Regions from separate parts of the Anas platyrhynchos genome. Here region 2 is linked to region 1. Evidence: chromatin contacts called from public Hi-C data. All regions are on one chromosome and are shown on one strand. Each heading gives the region's core, a stretch centred on a gene start, on an enhancer-like site or on the middle of the called end of the contact. The rest is flanking DNA. Distances are from core to core; before and after follow the strand shown.

Region 1 (5,758 bases), core at 2,242-4,741:
TGTTGTTGCAAAAGGTCAACTGGAAAAATCTTTCCAGGAAAGCTCTCACAGGCAATGCCTCCGCGAGGCCGGGGTGCCCGTCCTGCAGGGCCCATCCCCAAAATGGGGGCAACCCACCCGCCCCACAGCAAAAAGCCCAGCACGCCACAGGCAGGGATCCACCAAAATGTGGGGAAAAGAGCAGAGATTTGGGGAATAATGCCCAAGAGGGGACTGGAAGAGCAATGAGGGACAGGCCTGAAGGCCGCGGGCCCAGCCCGAGCTCTTGGGACGGGGGCCCTGCCTGCCCTTATGTCTTGGGACCCCATGAAGCTCAGCTACAAACCCACTCCCCAAAACACTTTGTAGGCCAGACACCACATACGTGCTGGAGGAACACCCAAGAAGCTTCAAATTATTGAATGTATATAAATTAATGGTACGAAATCTTTAGGATCTTTTAGGGCCTTCCTCCGTCTCCCTCTCAGCTGGTGAAGAAAAGGACTCGAGGCAGTTCAGAAGGAGCAGCCACGAGGCTGATCCTGCAGCTTCATCCCCAACCCGTTGCCTGTAGGACAGGGACTCAAAAAGTAACCTAAATAAATTCAGCTGAAAGTACAGAGGAGGGAAATCTCTGGGGGCAAAATGAAAGAGATCTGGAACAATGCAAGGAGGACATTCTGGGGACAGTGGAACAGAAGTGACTCGCTTTTGTTTTCAATTAATAAATGGAACAAATTCCTGAGTCTGCTGTGGACTTCAATTTCCCCCCCCCCCTTTAAACTTCTGTAGTGGTTTTAGTCCCTCAGAAACATTTTCTTCTCATTAAGCTACATAAAAGCATTAGCAGTTTGTTTAATCTTATTCTAACTTTTATAATAAACAAATTAACTACTGAGCAATGCAGAAAAAGAAGCAAGAGTGGTGCAACAACTCCACAGAAAAGAGGTCAAGGAAAGTTTGCAGGACTAATACCTGCTCCGTACCGCCTGGCAGCACGGCCTGAAGCCTCGTGCAGCACGAGGTCCGTGCACAGCCACGGCACCCACAAAAACTCGGCCAAAATCCCACTCACTCTGCTGCACCCCGAGTATTTCAGCTGAAGATCAAGCGGGGAATCCTCTTCTTGCTTTAATTCTGGTAGTTAAATGGAGATTAAATCCACTGTTTTCCCATATCACCCCCATAGGTTCACATTTATATCATGAATACGGAGGAAGAAGCAATTCCTTTTTCTTTTCTTTTTTCGGTAAAGTATGAAACATTTAATCATAAATACCTTTCATATTGTAGTTTAGGAAGCATTCCCACGTGCATTTTTCCTATCTAGACCCACCATGAATTTTACCCCTTAACCCTATTTTCAGTCTACAACCAAAACCCTTTCAATCGCCGTAAAATTCATCAAGCTATTAGCAATATCTCATTATGACAAGGTCCTGGAGTAAAGAACAAAGCAAATCTGAAAAGCACTGCTATTATCTGGCAGGATAACCGGTTTGATAGCAGGGGGGAGCTGCCCATGTGCACCTTGATTTGGGCAAGGCACAGCCCTAGCAGCTGTAGCCCTCAGAGCGCTGTGCAGAAATTACCATAAACCACACGCGCACCCCACTCAAAAACCATTCTGAAGGCGAAGTTGCTTGTCAATGACTGGGCTCAACCAGAAGGGGCTTTTCAACAGTGCTTCCACATGAATTTCTTCCGAGCCTGGTTTTCTTCAGCGGTTTTATTAGTAAATTGGAAAGTATAATACAAGCTGTACTTTCGAAATACGGCGGTAGCGCCGAAGCGAGGGCGGCCACGAGCCTGCTGGAAAGCAGCAGCCAAAGACCTCGAGAGACTGGGAGCACGACCAGAAGCTGCAAAGGTGAACATGGGTTAAAGTGCACACGAGGCAGAGACCAAGGAAAGGTGAAAGCAGCAGCAGGGGTAGAACAGGACCAGAGGGAAGAAGGGGCTTCTGCGGGATGGCAGTCACCAGCACGGCACCATATTTATTGGCCTAGGAAGAAAAGCTGGAAGAATTGGGCTTTGATTTGAAGGACAAGCAGAATGAGGACATGCCGAATTAATAACAAGCTTTATCAGGCAGACAGAGAGGCATCCAGCACAGCCAGGCCCAGGAAGCCACCCTGGCAAAAGAGCAGGGCAGGTGCCAGGCAGCATGTGGGTGGAAGATCAGAAAAGCAGACAAAAATCATTGTATGGGAGCAAAGTAGGGGTATTAACATGCAGAAACCTTGTCTTTTGGAAAATGTATTTTAGGTATGGCCTATGGCATCATACATAACGTCTGTACACACCTGAGATCAGCCACTGTGTTCACAGAACAGAAGATCCTACTGACCCCCATCACCCACACAGTGCTGAGAAGCTTGCAGACCCAGGCCCCAGGACAAGGTACAAGGCACAAACCACCCCAAAAAGCCACCACTGGGCTGAACGCCATCTCATTTGGGATAAAGCAGAGCCAGGCAGCAAGAACTGAGATGCTGGGAGCACCTCGCTGGTCCTGCTGCACATCCACGGCCGTGCCAGCGTGCAGTGCAGGTGCAAGTTATCCCCTTCTAATTCCCTCTCACCCCTCCATGTGGAAGCTATTTCTCACGCTAAAAGCCGTGCACACAAAAACAATGGGAGTTTGGCCACGTCTCACGCCCAAAACTTGGCAAGATGAAGGCCATCTCCATCACCAGGAAGAGGGTTCTGGAGAAAAGCACGTTTTGTCGACTGGATGCTGCTGGCCTCCCGCTGGTTATTTACCCTACCAGCAGCACAGGAAAGGGAGACACTCGACAATGAGGATGAGAGGCACGCTTCCAAAGCATCCACAAATAAAGTTACTGATAACAAAATATCTTTTTTTTTTTTAAATAAACTTTACAGGATTAGTATTTGAGTCATTACATCTATAAAAGCAGATTAGATTACCACAGAAAAATGTTAATGTCTATGCTTGCTGTGTTATTGCCCAATAAAAGTCTTCTTCCCCCTGCTAACAAAGTTCATTTTGTTGTCTTATGCATTGTTTAAACAAGGCGATTTTGGTTGTGTGCGTGCATTCTTGGCTCTAGGACTCGGGCCCTCGTTTCTGCTGTGAAGCAGTGTTGTCATAGCATCCAGCAGAGGCACAACAAATCCCCGAGACGTGCCCGAGATTAAAAGCACTGCATTAGAAAACCATACAAGGCGCACTCGAATCGACAGCAGGGTGATGGAGAACATCCACACTCGCACCAGAACTTCTCCAAAGCACCGGGGTGGCCGTTCTGGTGAATTCACACCTGGTCCTTGATGCCCAAAAGCAGCCTCAGCTCCACCTCGGGAGGCACCGAGCACAAACAGCTCTTGGCACGGGCAACCTGGAGGCTCCAGCCCCTCTCTGCTCACAGAGGAGTGTGCCAGGTCAACCCAAGGCCTGAATAAACAGACAGGAGCTCAAGGAGCCCTCCACTGCCACTTTATTGTGTTGAGACGTTCCCAGCTTGCAGCAGCAGCTCTGCATGCAGCTCTGCCAGGGGAAAGCTCCTGCTCCGGTCCCGTTAACACTCCTGCCCTCCTGCTGCAGCCTCTCCTGCCCCACCAGCATCCTGCGGGAGTGAAGGTGCTTTAGAAAAGAAGCCTGAAAAGTTTCTTTAACTTACATCAGTGTAATCAAACCAGATTAATCACACAAGTGGCTCCCAGGAGGAAACCTCGCACAGCTTCTGCCAGAGATGAGCACCTTGCTGCCCGTTTCTCCCATCAGTGCTAGCTGAGCAAGAGGCTCTCTCTCATTTACAGCTGAGTAATTGCTTCCTAAAACTCACGTGCAGCTCGCAGATTAGGGAACACGTCGGATTTGGCTGCCTAAATATAGATGTGAAACAGCAGCCTAGGGTCTGGCAGCTTTGAGAGCAGACCCCACACCCGGTGCTCAGGGTGTATCTGTTAGTGCCCAAGACCTAAATAAAAATATATATATAATAAAAACAGAACAAGCTTAGTTAGCCTTGCTGAGCTGAAACCCCTCTAGAGAGCTCCGTACAGGAGGCACTAACCCTGCCTTAAACCCCTGGCATCCAGGGTTGAGGTTCTGGGACTCAAAGGCTGAGTTTGGGGTGAGCAAACCCCTCCTTCCCCTCGGATCTCAGCCTCAGCCCCGAGCTGCTGCTCACTTCTGAGCTGCAGGGCTGCAAGCGAAAGCCCGTCCTCTTTCTAACTAGAGATGCCTCCTCTGGCAAACTCATCTGGAGGACATGAGGCAGTAACAGCAACATCCTCGGGGAGGGAAGCTGGATTAAGAGGCAGCAGTGTTTGGGATGTACGACTACCAGAGGAGGCCCAGGCTGACATTCCCACGAAAATATTTCTGCCTGTTGGAGAGAGGAGAAATAGTAATGGGCTTAAATTGCCCAGGAGAATTAGGTTAAACATTAGACAAAGCTTTCTAACTGCACGAGTGGCAGAAAACCAAAACCGAACATCTAGGCACGCTATAGGACCTCGTTAAAGCCATCATTTCTAAGAACAAGTCAGAAAAACATCCAGCGGGGACAGGTCGGACACATTTGCTCCTGGACCTCCTCAGACAGGGAGAGGATGAGCAGCTTCTTGAGGTTCCCTGTAGCTCCCCCCCACACCTTTTTTTATTTTTTAATAGGGTCTGAGCTGAATAGCTGAAACTGTTTGGAAAGCACCTGATCTTAGCCAACGCTGTACGACGTCCCGAAGCTGGAAGAAATGGTGTCTCTGGCTCTGGGTAGGGAAGCCTTTTGTTTTTTTTTAAAAGGACTTCAAAGAACCCAATTCCACTTTCACTGACGACAACAGACAAATTCCCATTTCCTTCATTTGTACAAGATCAGGTCTTTGGTTATAAAATGCTCTAAAGCCTCCTTGAGCGTTCATTTCTGACAACAAAGACTTTGGGACTATACGTTAGTGGAAAAACGGAGCCACCATAAAGCCACAGCCGTCTCCGGGGTAGGATATAGCTGCTCTGTGCCAGCAAGACTCCGAAGGAAACGAGGAATAATTACCCTAATTGAAAAATATAATGGAACAACTCGGCTATAATGTCCCTATTAAAGAACGACTCTCAGACGATAAAAGACACGGACAGGGAGAGCTTGAACAAATTAGCGCTCAGCCTCCAGACGAGCCAGGAAACGTAAGGAGCGACCCCAAGCCAGGCAAGGCAGAGCAGCCAGAGCAAGCACGAACGCCCCCAGCTGAGGCGAAGATGGAGAGAACTGGCCACGAGCAGAGCTTTCAACCTCCCTCCTTCTTCTGCGAGCACAATGGAAACAATTCCCCCAAGAACAAAAGCGATGCGTCAGCGGGCCCGGCTCTCTCAAGCTCTTTCAAGTTGGGAGGACACTTGATTTGCACCATGTGTAGGGTAGGAATGCTAGCGAGAACCCAGCGAGAGATAAATTTCGCCCCGTCCAAGCTGGTTGACATTAAGAGGGAGATGAATCATCTTTTACAGCGCCTGTAAACAACACAATTTAGAGAGGAGGAAATCTAACGCTACACCCTCATCGCGCTTACTCGCAGGAAGTCCCCCAACGTTTCCACCACATGTACTATTGTCGGGAGAAGTGGCGAAATAAGGGGGCAGACACAAAGCCACAAGCAGCGGAGGATGTGGACTCCAAGCCACCGCAAATGTTCCAACCTCCCTTGTGCTGCGCCCGCAGCGGCGTTGCGGCACGTCGAGCCCCGAGCAGGCTGAGGCTGGGCCGAGGGGACACGCTCGGGGTCAGGGAGGAGATGGCCATCAGATGTGCTG
Region 2 (5,758 bases), core at 1,560-4,059, 82 kb before region 1:
GCACACTTTAGAAACCACATCAAAGCAGAGGCGACACTCCAGCGTGCCCTCTGAAAGCGGAGGAACCCGGGGCTATGGGGGAGGAGAAAAGCCCTCGAGGGACAAAAATAAAACAAAAAAATCCCCTTACCTTTTGGTGTGGTTTACATGAAAGCAAGTGCATTTTTGTATTATTCTGTAAAATTACCTCCATTATACGAGACTATCAATCTCTCGGCTCTCCGCTTAACGTGACAATAAAAAGGAAAGTGAAGAAACCCAACGCCTGCTCGTAGCCAACGTTGGGTTCAGCAATAACACGGAGCTGAAACCTGCCCCAAGCCCAGCGAGAATTGCATGCCCACGTGCCGAAATCCCAGTCCCCAAAGAGCAGCAAGGTCCTGGCTCTGGCTACAGCCTTCCCCCTGCAGCCTTCAGGGGCCAGGACGAGGACCTGGGGCTGCCCCTTGGTGTGGGATCCCTTGGAGAAGAAGCCGGTAGGTTTTGTTGGCCAAACTCAACTGGAAACATTGATCTTCCTCCTGCCATCCCTTTTTTAACAGAGGATCAAAAGAGCAGGGGGGAAAAGCACTTTTTTTTTATTATTAGCTATGTTCCCCCAAGCCATTCACTTCTTTTACACCGCCCGCACGCCCACTCCACCACGTGCCCAACCTTTCGTTACGTGGCTGTGGGGGGCTTACCTTCAAGCCTGCCATACAAGAACCCTAAATACCAGTCCTCAATATTTGCCAGTGCATCCCAAAAACGCTGCTGCGAGCTTCGGAGAGGGAATTCACACCCAGAAGGCATCGCAGTACAAGAAAGCCACCACAAGGGACTAAGCCCACGGCCTGGCCATGCTATAGGAGATGTGAGACGTGGTGGCCCCAAACTCCAGGAGCTGCCTTACCCACAGCCCCAAATCCCACCCCGTGTCCCCCCCAGGCTCTGCCTACAGAAGCCCCATTCCCGCAAGGGAAGGGTTTGATACCACCTACACGGGAGCGAGCTCCTTTAAAACTCCAGCAGCTTTTTATAGGGTTTTTACAACTTTGTCTTGTTTTCTGCCTCGGTTTGCCAATGTTGACAGCGAGCGCGTCTTACCTCCCGTCACCTCCACCCACCGATGAACTGACAATATTTACTTTTGAGAAGAATCTAATTAGCTCCTTCCTGATGAGACGGTAGATAAGGCACGGCAGAAGAGGTTTTATTATTTAAAAGGGCTTGAAGTACCGCTGTGGTTAGCTTCGGTGGTTTTGATTAGTTACTGCACATTGGCTGCTGTGATTGTTTTATAGACCCCTCTAATGGGCTGAGACACGGAACTTTAAAATATCGTTTCACAATATCCCCAGGAATGGGCTACATATTCCTTCAACAATATTACAAAAAGCAGACTGGCTACGGGGGAAGAAAAAAAGAAAGTTAATAAAAAATGACAGTACGGCTGGCTCCCGGCCAAAGATCCATTTGAAAGTTATAAAATCCCCCTCAGATCAGATAAAAGCATGTATTATTATTGCAAGGTGTAAACTCAACACGCTGACACAGCTTCTGTTTTCAGTTTTAACTAAAACCCAGTCGCTTGTCAAGATGATAAGAGTTTTTGCCTATCTGCTTCCTTGGTGTTAACTGGTTATCAGAGAAAACAATTTGTCAGAGGTTTGTCTGACAAAGTTCACCATCAGCACAGGAAATGAGGCCCAAAAACATGATTTTTTTTTTTAACTCGCTGCTTGGCCATTAGAAAAATAACTCTGAAAATGCAGCATTCAGTGAATTTGCACTCCCCCACCACCCTGCACAGCCTTTGCTTCAACCTTCCACCTCTCCTCCTTCCCTAAAAATGATTCTTAGACCTCGGTTCACCCCGTGCTAACCATCTCCTGACAATATTCCCAACCATCAGGTTTGCACAAATACAAATTTTCAGCATCGAGTGTGCAAGCGTGGGCGAGCAATTCTCCCTTTGCTTTTGCTTTGACCCAGGGATTTCTCCTCATCCCCACACTCCGGCTCCTTTTCCTTATCTGTGAGGCAAGGTCAGCATTATTTATATCCTCGGGGTTCATTGTAGAGAGCAGCTTGGTTAATTCAGCATTTGATACGAAGACTGTTGAGCCTCTAGAGTGCTTTGGGGAAGCTCCTGCAGTACGGCACTCGGGGAAAGGAGCGATGGAGACTTGAGCGCTCTCCTCTCCCAGGAGCTGTAAGAAGAAGTTTATCACATTAGCCTTGATAAAAGGACTCAAGCAGGCGAGTCCTCCAGGTCAGCTGCACAATAAAAGACAGAAAGCCGTTTTTTTGGAAGTCCTTTATGGAGCAAAGTGTTGATTTAGGCTTCTGTGTGATCTAGCCTCCAGAACAAGCTATCGGCACGCAGGCATCAAAAGCAGCTCGGTTATGCGATTAAAAAGTGCGTTTATCACATTTACACCGAGGGGAGAAGCTGAAAATTGGATAAGCTGCCTAAAAGCAGGAGGAGGACCGCTGTTGTACAAGGTATTTCAAACTCATCGAAGCCTGTGGCTCTGACAGCTCCACAGCTCGGCTTTGGTTAACTGGGACAAACCAAAAGGGCTGCGTAAGCCGATTCCGAAGCGTCTCGGTGTTTCTACTCTCATTTTTCCAGGCCATTTGAAGCTGCCGGTATACTGAGAAACACTGCCCGACATCGTCATCTGATGGGTTAGCAATGGGAAGGGAGGGAGAATGAGGGCTCATCAGGTCCTGGATCTCTGCTCTGCTCTTATCTTGACCACGCTGACCCTCGAGAAGTTATACAGCCGGAGGAGTGCTGACCCCCATATCTTGGTCTCTGATTAAACGCCTTTCTTCTGTTCTCTGTGGGAGTTGCCACGCTGCTGTTTCACACACCCTCTCTCTGGGCCTTGCTAGGCGTTGTGGAGATAAGTTTCCTTTCAAGATTCTGCTTTTGTTTCCATTTATCGGCCTGGTTTGGGTTTTTTTCAAGGTTCTGAGAAGCCGGTAAGGTTCAAAGCACCTATCTGAGATGGTCCCGATTAGCCCGGAACACACAAAGACCCATCGGAATAAAGGGACAAAGCCCCGAGCCCTGAGTCCTGGACAAAACATCTTTAGGTTTTGAAGCAAGGCAGCTTGTAAGTCTCTTAAATGAGACCTGGGAAGATCTGCAGAGCAGATCCGCAGTCAGAAACGATCCTCGGCCGTACTCAGGACAACCCAGGATAGCAGGTGCTGAACCTCAAGGGCATCGAAGCAGCGGGCAGCCTTCCAGCAGCTCAAGCCAAGGCATGGATCTTCTCTTCCAATGCCCCTCTGTAAGACAGACACCTTGCTCGTGGCGGTGGCTCCAGGTAATGCCACCAGCACCGAGGACTCATCTGCTCTGCGATGCAGCCGAAGGCACGTTCATGGGGCTGTGCGGGTGCTGAGCTCTGTGCCCTGCCCATGCAGTGCATCACACCAGGACATTAAGTTTAGGCGTACCAGGAAGGATAAGGACAGAAAAACACCAAGCAATGGCCTAACAGAGAGGTCTCCATCTCCGCAGGCTCAAGGACACGTCTGATGAACGCATGCTACGGATGGGCTCTGTAATGCCAACCACGCCTGGGAAGAACCTGTTGGACTAACGGGTATCTTGAGAGCCTTCCTTTGCCGCTTTGGGGTATTTTCTTGGTTGTTGATTGTTGGTTTTGTTTAGTTCTTTATGACAGAGAAATGTTTTTGCAGTAGGAAGCTGAAGGGGTTCACTCAAAGTGCCATCAGCTTCAGCATACAAGGGTAACTTCAGAGCTAGGTACCAATGTACCGAAATCCTAGGCAGCAAGACTGGGTAAGAATCCTAGGAGTTAAAGAATGAACCCAAAAATGGAGAGAAATGCCCTATGAGATTGTTCGTATCTCTTGGGGGACAGAAACAACAACAGTACCTCCACCTCTGGAAGATTAAACACGCACAAAGCAAAGTCCTTCTTGCAACAAAGAACACTTCATTCTGTTTAGGAATAACCCCTATGGTTTTTTTGATGAGAAACCCGCAAAACAGATGTCAAAAGCCAGTCTTTGTGGCTCAGCCCTTTTCTTGTTAAGAGCTAAATGGCTTTTTCGAGAATAATCATCTTCTCCGTGATCCATGAGCTTTAGGGTAGTAGTAGAAGAAAGAAGAACATTATTGTGTTATTTCTGGTTTTAATTAATCGGAATTAAATAGCTGCTGCTTCTCCAAGCATGTTGACTATACGGGGTGTTTAATCCCATATGAAAAGTTTCACTGAAGATCACTTTACAGAAGAGCTTATATTTCATTTGGCTGCCTTCGTGTCACCCAGATTCCTTTGACACTGTTAAATTTGTGCTGAAATTTTCTGTTGATAAACTACTTCTTACCAAGGAGTTGTTCGCCAGGGATACGACTGCTGGGCACGAGGCTTGGGGATTTGGAGACGAGATTTTGGGAGTTATTCATCACACAGCATTACTGTCCATAAACCCCACTCCCCAAACTCAAACAACACTTTGTGTGTGTTTGTTTTTAACTTAAAAAACTTTCTAGTCCAGCTATGAGATAATTCTCCTCTACCATAGTGAATTCCCAAGACTTTTTGTCCCAACCTCAATAAATAACATTTGCTCCCGTCACAATTTTTAGCATTTAAACTAGAAAGGCTGCAAACAGTTGTAAATAAATCAAAACTTGATCTCACCTTGCTTCTTTAGGTTGACAAAATATTTGTTTTTTTAAAGCATGAGCAGTTATTGGAGAATTCATTAAAATTTCACATTAAAAAATATTCCATATTTGCTGACCGAGCTTTCAAAACTCAGAGAAATCACTCAAGTCCCTAAATCTGTTATTTACTGGACATGAACTGCCCTCTAAAGGCTAATGGGGAAACTGCAGAGAACTTCTCAAAGCCAACGCTTCCCTCTCAGCCATAATCCCGTTCATTTTTGTGTACGACCAGAGCCAGAAACGAAGACATGAAAGAACTGTTATATAGCCTCTTATTTTCTTTACCTCCCTTCCCTCTCCCCGCAGCTCACCTCCCGTTCAACTGCTCGAGAGGATCCCAGGACAACACAACCAAAAACCTACGTGAGCTCAGCCCACACAGCCACAATCCTGGCCCCGTTAAACTCAAACAAACTCTACCACTGCCCTCACGGAGCCAGGATCCCACCCCTATCGGTACGGTTTTCTTCCATGCCAACAGAGATGAGGGTAAATCAGACGTGTCCAGGCACTGGGTGGAATCCCACCTATTTTATTCCGTTCAGTTTTATTTTAGGAGTCACCGGCCTGGTCAGCAGCACCACCGGTGCAGCGTGACGCCACCAGCTCGCTAGGAATATCCATCCTGGTTGGTCCAACCATAAAAACAATCCCGCAGGGGAGCCTTTGACCTCAATAACGTTGACATTTCCATCTCAAACAAGGGCTCGGCCACAGCTGGCAGACGGGAGGGTGTTACAGCTGGCTCTCTGCTGCTTGTTTCATAAGAGACAATATACGCAGCCATTCCAACCCCCAGCGCCTCCAGCTCATCCAAACGGACGTGCCGCAGCAGCATCCCTTGTGGCACGCCGTTGTTTGGGTTGTTTGAAGCCTCTTTCTCCCCCCTCCAAACGTGCCCGACCCTGACATCCCTGCTAAAAAAGCCACCGGCGCGGAAAAGCTCAGCGCTGCCATGCATTAGGTCCCAATATGCATCTTCGGGTCCTGTTACGTATTATTTCATAAACCCTGCTTATAAATTCAGAAAGCATGATCCTGCATAAAGCTTTT

The links. A called contact is a pair of places that touch in the nucleus more often than the background predicts.
Region 2: a contact with region 1 is called in a Hi-C map of skeletal muscle, with 3 times the contacts expected there. The contact joins two enhancer-like sites. A contact is called at or near these places in 2 of 8 Hi-C or Micro-C datasets (liver and skeletal muscle).

Annotation. Positions count from the first base shown.
Region 1 is chr4:78,178,689-78,184,446 of IASCAAS_PekinDuck_T2T, reverse strand. The region is part of intron 1 of EXOC6B (exocyst complex component 6B); the gene reads right to left. Among named protein-coding and RNA genes, the nearest start is that of EXOC6B, 33 kb to the right of the region's middle. Within about 2 kb of position 3,491, at least 2 of the 8 cell types and tissues checked have an H3K27ac peak or open chromatin away from gene starts, as enhancers often do.
Region 2 is chr4:78,260,477-78,266,234 of IASCAAS_PekinDuck_T2T, reverse strand. The region is part of intron 7 of EXOC6B (exocyst complex component 6B); the gene reads right to left. Among named protein-coding and RNA genes, the nearest start is that of EXOC6B, 120 kb to the right of the region's middle. Within about 2 kb of position 2,809, at least 3 of the 8 cell types and tissues checked have an H3K27ac peak or open chromatin away from gene starts, as enhancers often do.